Regions from separate parts of the Mus musculus genome. Here all the other regions are linked to region 3. The links are chromatin contacts, called in public Hi-C and HiChIP or PLAC-seq maps. All regions are on one chromosome and are shown on one strand. Each heading gives the region's core, a stretch centred on a gene start, on an enhancer-like site or on the middle of the called end of the contact. The rest is flanking DNA. Distances are from core to core; before and after follow the strand shown. Region 1 has its middle 98 kb from the start of Tm4sf1. Region 2 has its middle 79 kb from the start of Tm4sf1. Region 3 has its middle 23 kb from the start of Tm4sf4.

What was found. A called contact is a pair of places that touch in the nucleus more often than the background predicts. HiChIP or PLAC-seq counts read pairs in DNA pulled down with a chosen protein or histone mark.
Region 1: a Hi-C map of pancreatic cancer cells shows a contact between it and region 3, with 4 times the contacts expected there. The contact joins two enhancer-like sites. A contact is called at or near these places in 15 of 484 Hi-C or Micro-C datasets (the AML12 cell line, the HL-1 cell line, adipose-derived mesenchymal stem cells and 7 more).
Region 2: a contact with region 3 is called in an H3K27ac HiChIP or PLAC-seq map of the NIH/3T3 cell line, with 6 times the contacts expected there. The contact joins two enhancer-like sites. A contact is called at or near these places in 1 of 15 datasets of contacts at CTCF or cohesin (the NIH/3T3 cell line), 6 of 484 Hi-C or Micro-C datasets (the AML12 cell line, embryonic fibroblasts, embryonic stem cells and 2 more) and 1 of 115 datasets of contacts at active chromatin or transcription factors (the NIH/3T3 cell line).

Annotation. Positions count from the first base shown.
Region 1 is chr3:57,202,543-57,205,619 of GRCm38.p6, forward strand. No RefSeq gene overlaps it. Among named protein-coding and RNA genes, the nearest start is that of Tm4sf1, 98 kb to the right of the region's middle. Within about 2 kb of position 1,744, at least 9 of the 459 cell types and tissues checked have an H3K27ac peak or open chromatin away from gene starts, as enhancers often do. A contact at or near this core is called in pancreatic cancer cells, where this site is marked.
Region 2 is chr3:57,221,159-57,224,257 of GRCm38.p6, forward strand. No RefSeq gene overlaps it. Among named protein-coding and RNA genes, the nearest start is that of Tm4sf1, 79 kb to the right of the region's middle. Within about 2 kb of position 1,558, at least 20 of the 459 cell types and tissues checked have an H3K27ac peak or open chromatin away from gene starts, as enhancers often do. A contact at or near this core is called in the NIH/3T3 cell line, where this site is marked.
Region 3 is chr3:57,446,806-57,449,935 of GRCm38.p6, forward strand. No RefSeq gene overlaps it. Among named protein-coding and RNA genes, the nearest start is that of Tm4sf4, 23 kb to the left of the region's middle. Within about 2 kb of position 1,271, at least 20 of the 459 cell types and tissues checked have an H3K27ac peak or open chromatin away from gene starts, as enhancers often do. A contact at or near this core is called in the NIH/3T3 cell line and pancreatic cancer cells, where this site is marked.

The DNA.
Region 1 (3,077 bases), core at 494-2,993, 240 kb before region 3:
GCTTCCATGTGTATGTGGGTTTTCTATTGTTATTGTTGCTACAGAAGTCTTAGTCCATGGTGATCTGATAGGCTTCTTGTATATTTATGGGCATGTCTTTCTTTAGGTTAGGGAAATTTTCTTCTATAATTTTGTTGAAGATATTTCCTGGCCTTTTGAGTTGAGAATCTTCTTTCTCTTCTATACCTATCATCCTTAGGTTTGGTCTTCTCATTGTGTTCTGGGTTACCTGGATGTTTTTGGTTAGAAGCTTTTTGCATTTTGCATTTTCTTTGACGGTTGTGTCAATGTTTTCTATGGTATCTTCTGCACCTGAGATTCTCTCTTCTATCTCTTTTATTCTGTTCGTGATGCTTGCATCTATGACTCCTGATCTCTTTCTTAGGTTTTCTATCTCCAGAGTTGTCTCCCTTTGTGGATTCTTTGTTGTTTCTACTTCCATTTTTAGATCCTGGATGATTTTATTCAATTTCTTCACCAATTTGGTTGTGTTTTCCTGTAATTCTTTAAGGGATTTTTGTGTTTCCTGTTTAAGGGCTTCTACCTGTTTACCTGTGTTCTCCTGTATTTCTTTAAGGGGGTTATTTATGTCCTTCTTAAAGTCCTCTATCAGCATCATGAAATTTGATTTTAAATCCAAATTTTGCTTTTCCAGTGTGTATGGGCATCCAGGACTTGCTGTGGTGGGAGAACTGGGTTCTGACGATGCCTAGTAGCTTTGGTTTCTGTTGGTAACATTCTTGTGCTTGCCTTTCTGGTTTATTGTGCTTTCCCATCTGATTATCTCTGGTGTTAGTTGGTCTTGCTGTTTCTGGCTAGAGCTTGTCCCTCCTGTGGGCCTGTAAGTCTGCATCAGCACTCCTGGGAGACCAGCTCTTTTGGTGGGACCTGTGTACCAAGGATTGTGGAACAGCTTTAGCTCCTGTTTGTAGACTGCAACCGGAAAAATCCTGTCCCAGCTGTTACACTGTTCCTGTGCCCTGTGTGCTCCTGGCCAGTCCTGCTTTGGACGGTTATTGGAGAGAAAATGGAGATCTCACCTCTGAGCCCAGGAGTGAGAGCTCTCCTGGGAGACCAGCTCTCTCCTGGAAGGCCCCGTGTACAGAGGACTGCGGAACAGCCTTAACTCTAGGTGCAGATGGCAACCAGAAGGATCCTGTCCCAGCTTCTCCCATGTTAGGGATGCAAAGTGAATAAATTATTGAAGAATAATAAATAAAATAAAATAAAATAAATAAAATTTTATTTTTTCTGGATTCAAGTGCTAAAGTCTTTAAGATAGGCCCACCAGAAGGGGATGAAATATCTACAAATATTTAGTTGTTATGTACTTTAATTTCAAATGTCTTAGAACCATTACAGTATGAAAAGTCAGAAATATAGAGATTCAATGTACAGCAGATTAATCTGTCAACAAATGAGAAGGTACCTCAGAAGAAACTGGAAGTGATACAAGTAAGGAGAGGAATTTCCTTCCCCTCCTGCAGATGAGATTGACCTAGAAAAAGACCTTGAATTTACTGCACAACTTCAGATATTAAATAGACAAGTAGAAAAGCTCTTGAGACAAAGGAGTTTATTCCCAAAACAAGAGAAAGGATATGGAGGAGGAAAAAGTTACTTCCTGAAACAAGAGGGAAGGTATAAAAGACAAAAACAAAAACAGTGTTTGGACAAGAGTTACACCAAGCTGAGCCCTTTCATTAAAAAAGAGATGTGTTTAATCATAGATCTTTGCTGCCACCTTGTGCCAGCATGGAGGAATTATTGCCTGGGTCTTAAAATAACACCTTAAGTGTTTTCAGTAACAAAGCATTAGATTCACGCAGATAGCATCCTCAAGGTTATGTTCAGATTGATTGGAAACCTATAGATGGGACAGATTTAAGGTGATTAAAAGATGCATTGTGAGACAGATAATAAACAATCGGGCTATGCAGAATAGAATTATACCACAGAGTGGAAGGATTTAATGACAGCTATATTAGAAGTTGGTCCTCAATTACAATGGCTTACATGGTGGAGAGAGGAATCAATGGCCACAGAACAATGTAATCAGGCTAAAGGAATATTTATAATAGGATCGTTTTTTAAGTGAAGGTCAATTTGCTGACTGACATATAGGTACAACTTGAGGATACCACTATAGCACAAGGGATTTTTTTTGTGCCTTTAAGGGCATAGGATAGAGTTGAGGACCAGGAAAAATGACTACATCTTTTGGTAAAATTATCACAAGTCCGGGAGGTGCTTACACTGACTTACTGCAAAGCTTAACTTCAGCAGTGCGAAGAACAATAGCAGATCCAGATATAAGAAAGGTGCTACTTGAATCTTTGGCTTTTGAACATGCAAATAACTATCATTAAAAATTCAACTTGCCAATCTAGATTAACGGAATAAAGCTGATGCTGATATTGTATATCAGCTGCATATAATACAACTTTAACTTGACAAGCCTTAGGTAACGGTCTTAACTCTCAGAAAACATGATGCCTTAACTTTGGAAGTTTGAACATTTTGAAAAAAGAATGTAAAAATTTGCATACTAAAGGAAATGACTCATTTCAAAATAATCAAAATATAACAGCAAGAATTTGGAATAAATGTGGAAAAGCCAGACATTGGGCTAATGACTGCCAATCAGTAGGAGATGTCTAAGGCAAATTTTTACCAGAGGATACCACAACTCAGAGAGCCCAACTCAGCACCCAAGAGCAAACAACATGAGCCAACAACATCCTGTCAGTAACAAAATAGCTCACAAAGAAGGCTAGAGAACATAAAGTCAGTATTAGAGATTTAGTGCATGGTATTACTGCTACAGATAGTGCTGCTTTTGACTCAGCAGTGGGTAAACATCTTACACTGTCTCCACAAATTAATTGTTATAAAATAGCTAGTGGTGTGTATGGTCTTTGTACAGAACCAGTAGGGATATTTTGGGAAGTAGTTTCACAGCTCTCAGGTTTATTGTACAGGCAGAACTAATAGATGAAGATTATCAATGTGAAACTAAATCATGGCTTATGTTAAGAAAACTATACAACTATAGCCAAGTGATAGGACTGCTCAAT
Region 2 (3,099 bases), core at 308-2,807, 230 kb before region 3:
TCTTTCTCCAAAACAAGTCTCAGCAGATACAAGAAAATCAAAATAACATCCTGCATCCTTTCTGTCTACCACACATTAAAGCTGGATAAAACAAGAACAAAAATAACAGAAATCTCACAAACACATGGAAACTGAATAACTTTCTACTAAACCAAAATGGGGTCAAGATAGAAATGAAGAAGTCAGACTTTATAGAATTCAATAAAAATGAAATGATATACAATATACCCAAACTTGTGGGACACAATAGGCTGTTCTAAAGGGCAAGTTTATAGTATTAAAGGCATATATATACATATATATACACATACACACATATATACATATATACATATATATGTGTGAATATATATGTGTATGTGTATATACACATATCCATGGCACATATATATATATATATATATATATATATATGGAAAATAACAACAGTAGTGGCTGCTGGCACTTGCCATGGATCTCCGAGGAGTCTGAGAGACCCATGAAGGCTCTGAAGGGTACGCGGTGGTGGTAGAAAAGGAGTCTGCAGAGCCCACAAGATCTCAGGAACAACTAAGGAGGAAAAAGTCAAGTCTATGGGAAGATGCTTTTAAAAGGTGTATTCATGAAATTGGAATGAAAAGCTGCAAGGAGAAAGGTCGTGCCTGATGAGCTGTGGGGTGGCTGGCACTGATGACAGGTAGATATGCATCTGCCTGAAGCTCCCACAGAAATAGGTCATTACTGAATACGGCTGGCCCTAGGCCTGCTGTCTATCTCCCAGCATGGAGCTGTCATGACTGAGCGTGTGCTGCTTGCCCTGGTGGGAGATGGATAGCTCAGGGCAAGCACCACTGATAGCCTACAAGCACAACAGTCAAGTCCAGAGGTGTGCAGTGGCTGAAGCTCCTGAGAAAACATATCCTTAGTGAGTGGGTGCTAGTAAGATCCCAGCTGGTCCGGATCAGGGAGTAGCTGTGGCTCCAGCCCAGGCTGTTTGCTCTAAGATGGGCAGACAGGAGACAAAACATTCAGGGCAACAGCTGTACCCACAGGCTACAAGCACAAAGGTGGAATCCGATGAACCCTGGGACTGCAGATATCAAAGGCAGGGAGGTGTGCAGCATCTAGGAGCTCCCATATGTCAACTGCGGATGTCCTGCTTAGCCATAACATCACCCTGACTCTGGGCAAAGGCAGGATAGCCTAGATGAGTCTTGGCAATGGTTCAGTGTTCATGGTGCTTCAGAAACCAGAAACCTTGAATAAGACCAAGAACTCATTGCAATAAATATTTGCATGTAAAGCTGTTGGGGGGGAAAAAAAAAGAATGCTCTGTGACACACTACAGTTTCCAGTTCCCCTATGACAAACAAATATGCAATAGAGAGGTGGGAAAGATGGAGGGATGAAACTGTGAGGGCTCTGTGAAGAGAGGCAGAACTAGAAATGCTACGGCTGTGACAGATGTGAGAGAAGGCTTTGATGGATGGTAGCCTTGGCCTGTGGTACTACAACTATGAGAGACTAACAAGGGTGGATGAGAAACATGGCCTTGCTGAGTGCACCAATAGAGTGGTGTATAGCAGTCTAGAGGTTGTAGCCGACTCAGCCCCTGAGCATGCTTGCCAGCAGCCCGATTGCCCAATCCTGAGCAATGACAGGAAGATCAAAATGAGGAACAGATGCATATTCTTTCCCAATTTTTCTTTTAGCTAACTGGGCTTCCAAGTCTCAAACTGTTTAAACCAAAAAGGCCTTTAATAATGCTCCTTAGAGGAATATTATTGACCTCTTGAACATATATCACCTTTGGACAAATTTTAAAAATTAAGAATAAATAAGTAAAATGCAAGAATATCCCTTGTTCCTCCCCCTTTTTATTTTTTAATAATTATTTCAATGTTCTATGTGCTCTTCCAATTATGCCTTGACCTTGAGGATTATAGGAATATCTGTAATATGATTAATATTTTATCCTTTACAGAAGTTCTTAAATGTTTTGCTATTATAAACTGGTCCATTGTTCATTTTTTTATAGAAGTGCACACTCCCATAACAGCCAAAGTTTACATAAGAAAATAGCCTACTGCAGAAGTATTTTCTAAAGATTAAGGTAGAACCCAAAAAAGTTTAGAAAATATATGTGGTAGTTTGAATAAAAATGGTCCCCATAACCCCACAAAAAGTGGCACTATTAAAGGTATGGCCTTGTTGGAGTAGGTGTGGCTTTGTTAGAGAAAGACTGTCACTGGAAGCACACTTAGAGGTCCCGGAGTCTCAAGGCAGGCCTAATGCTTCACTCTTTCTGCTGCCTAATGATCTTGATGGAAAACTCTCAGGTAACTCTCCAGCACCATGTCTGCTTGCATGTCACCATGATTCCCACCACAATGGACTAACCTCTGTAAGCTAGCCCCAATTAAATGTTTCCTTATAAGAGTCTTTGTGGTCATGGTGTCTCTTCACAGCAATGGAAACTCTAAGACAATGCAACAATGCAAACATGTAGGTACAGAATCCAAGCAACAAGAGCAAAGTGAGTGATATTAATTTGCTATAATTTTATTAGTTTTTTCACCTCTGGAGTTAACTCTACTACATGATTGACAATGTTAAGTGGGTCCACATAGGGTACTCTTATACACTGTACCTCACTTACCTAAGTGGATGTGGTATTGTACATGAAGTCTATTAGCATTAGTATGTAGTAGGTATTGATGTCTGGTAGAAGTAAAAAGAGAGCAAGTTAAAGCATCAGCGTCCTTATTTCCTTCTGCAATCAAATCAGGGAGGTTAGAGTATGCACAAGGATGAGCAATAAACAAAGGATGTGTACAGGCTTTAACCAGTTGCCATAGTTCCTGTAGTCATGGAAACAAAGTAGTATGTGAAGACAAAATTAAAGCAGGTCCTATGCTGGAAACAATCCTATAACGTAAGCAGGATTGGAAACAATATCTAATGGTTTATGATTTAACAGTAATAAATTAATCAGAACAGTGAATTCCTCCTCCTGGGCTGAGAAAAGAGAAATATTCCCGTATTGATGAGCATCTGGATTATGGCACCATCCTATACCATTATATAAACCATCAATAAAATAGGCAGCTGCCTTTAATA
Region 3 (3,130 bases), core at 21-2,520:
TATTATAGAGGTGAGGTCATGGATCAGCAATAGTCCATACGAGCTAACAGGTAGCTGCTGCTTCCCCCTGCCCACCAGGAGCTCAAGAGTCCTATCTGGTTAGTGTGCTGCCAGGCAACCCTTGAAGCTGGGATGAGGAGCTGTCACTCAGCTGAGCCCAGGTTACACATTACAAAGTCTCCAGGCCAACCTTGGAGGAGGGAAGTGGGTTTTAGTTTTCTTGTATTGTTTCTTTTTAAGAATTACTTTTAGTGATTGTGCATGTAGGGAGGTTTGCGTGTAGAGGTCAGAGGACAACTCTGAGAAGTCAGCTCTTTTCATCTGTCATGTGGATGGAACCCAGGATATCAAGCTTGGTAGCATGCACCTTAACCTACCGAGCCATCTCACCAGCCCCTTGTGTTGTTACTTAAGCCTGGCCAGGGTTTCTCAACCTTGATATCTGCAGCCAGTTCCACCGCACGCTCCCAGGACTCCCTGTATATACCATATCATAACACCTACAATTCTTTCCTTTCCTGCCCACTTACAGTCTCACCACTTGTGGCCCAAGTGGCTTCTCTCTTTCGGTTGATCGGGTATGGCCGCTGCCTGCAGTCTTCTTCAGGGGACATTCCACATTCCTGGATTGTCCCCACAGTATCTTAGGCTATACTCCCATAGTTTGTTCAGCACCTGCAGGGACCTCAGTCCTACCACACATGGCCTGGCCTCTCACCGTTTCCTTTGAAATCTGGGTAAACACTTGGGTGACCCCAGACCTCGTATAGTCTCCTTCCTCCCCTACAGAGTGGGGGCTCCTCTGCATGTGCTTCTTTTGAGCATTGGGCCAGGCATGCAGTAAGTGATCATTAAAAAGAGATATTAACCCTGTTATGTTAATGGAACTAAGTTATCCTGCTCAGGAGAAACAGAAAGCCCTTAACACATGGACCCTTGAGGAACATTTAAGATCATATGTAGTAAAATATGACATTTTCAAACATCAAATGTTAGTAATGGGGGACTGGAGAGATAACTCCGTCAATAAGAAGCCTGACTTCTCTTCCAGACAACCAGTTCCAGGGGGTCTAGTGCCTTCTCCTGGCCTCCAAGAGCACCAAGCATGCACATAGTGCACAGGCATACATGTAGGCAAAAGAGTCATATACACAAAAGTCAATCTTTAAAGATGTTACATTGTGAGATGGCAGAAAAACAGAGAGGGGGAGATAAAGATAGAACTTCAGAGGACATCGTTGAAGCAAAAATAAAACCTCTACAGAGACTCATGCTGCCTCCTACTGACTGCTGGAGTAAAACAAAATCATGACACCAGAATGGTCACTTAGATAGTGTTAATTAGCATCTGTTCTTCCCACTGTCCTCCAGATGCCATGTGGAAAGTTGCCATGTAAACTTCAATTTGGTGTCTGTGTTTTTAATTTTTATGTTTATGTGTGTTCAGTAATGCAGAACAGCCATACTTGTATGTGTCATAAACTAAACAGTAAGCAAGCAAACATACCCACTTTCTGTAAATGTAGTGGTTCTCAAATGTGAGGGCATTCTGGCTGACTGAGTAACAGAGAAACCCCATCCCTCGGCCTCCTGCAGAGCCAAGAAGTCTAATTTTATGCTAAAGACTTAAGATGTCTATAGCAGGAGAGCCATCAACACCGCTGTGAACCTGCTCTTATAGAAACTTTATTCCTTCCGGTTTCCTTTGTCTTTAATAACCTCACTAGCACTAAAATCCACAAATCTCTCCATCAAAGAATGTACAGTTAAATGCAAAGAAGGACGCCAAAATGTCTGTCCCACATGTCTTTTCCTTTTCTGTGGTGTTCTGTGCTCTGAGCCAGAGTTGCCTTCATACATAGACAAGACTATTTGCTGCCCTCTAGTGGCCACTCTGCTCAGCCACTAAATGGCTGCAATTTCGTCCAAGGTACCTTCCTGTAGAATTCAACTTTTCTCCAGTAGCTTCCCATGAAAAAACGCATCTCCAAAAAACCACAAAGTATGAGGAATGGCAGTGATTAAAAAAAAAAAAAAAAAAAAAAAAAAAACCAAACCAACCAGAAATGAAAGGGTTGAGGGTTCACCTGCAGACAAAAATCTCTGACTCATAATAAAGCACTGCAGTTGGGAACCAAGTTAAGTCTCTTTCCTTAGATAATGTTAAGTGCCGTGAGAAGCCTGGAGAGGGGGGAAATACTCTAAAGGAAAGGAAGGTGTGTGTTGACCACGTCACTGGTGTCTTACACAAGTCAATGCTCTTTATCTTCGCCATGTTCTCATTGTCCACCCTTGCTTATGCTAATTTTATAAAGAAACTAAACTTTAACAAACTCGGTTAAGACGTAGTAAGAACTGCACGACACTGAATGCGTGAACTGGCTGGAGGAATGAAGCCCAGGGGAGGTATGTCAAGGAGACTGCCCACATGTGCCCTTTGCATTAGGATTTTATTGCTGTAAACAGACACCATACCCACTGGCAACTCATATAAAGGAAAAACCGGCTTACAGTTCAGAGGTTTAGTCCATTGTCATCATGGTGGGAAGCATGGTGGCAGTAGGCAGATAGGCTGCGGGAGAGGTAGCAGAGAGTCCTACATCTGGATCTTCAGGCAGCAGGAAGAGTGAGCCACTAGGCTTGTCTTGAACTTCTGAAACCTCAAAGCCCACCCTCCCAGTGACACACTTCCTCCACTAAGGCCACACCTACTCCAATAAGTCCACTCTCTACGAGTCTATGGGTGCCATTTTTATTCAGACTGCCACACCTTCCATTGACACATACACACCATCTCTACAGAACTCCATATGCTGCATCAAGTGTTCTGGATTTTTTTTTCATTAATATTGCACTCTCATTTTGCTTCTCTGAAGCTCTTATTTGACTCTGGGGTGATCCTACAGATGACTCCCACCCCCACCCCCACCCAGGGTATCAGGGGTTAATTACTATTAATTTTTGCAAACCCCACAAATTAACTCACATCATCTTACCCAGATGTTTGATGGAGCCTTTCATCCTAATGATGGGAAGAAAGATCGGGTCTCCTGTCTGTGTAGTAATAAAATGCTCTGTGATTTGGTTTGTAATTTATGCAGAACAAAGCTGTGGTCAAAATGTCAAATTC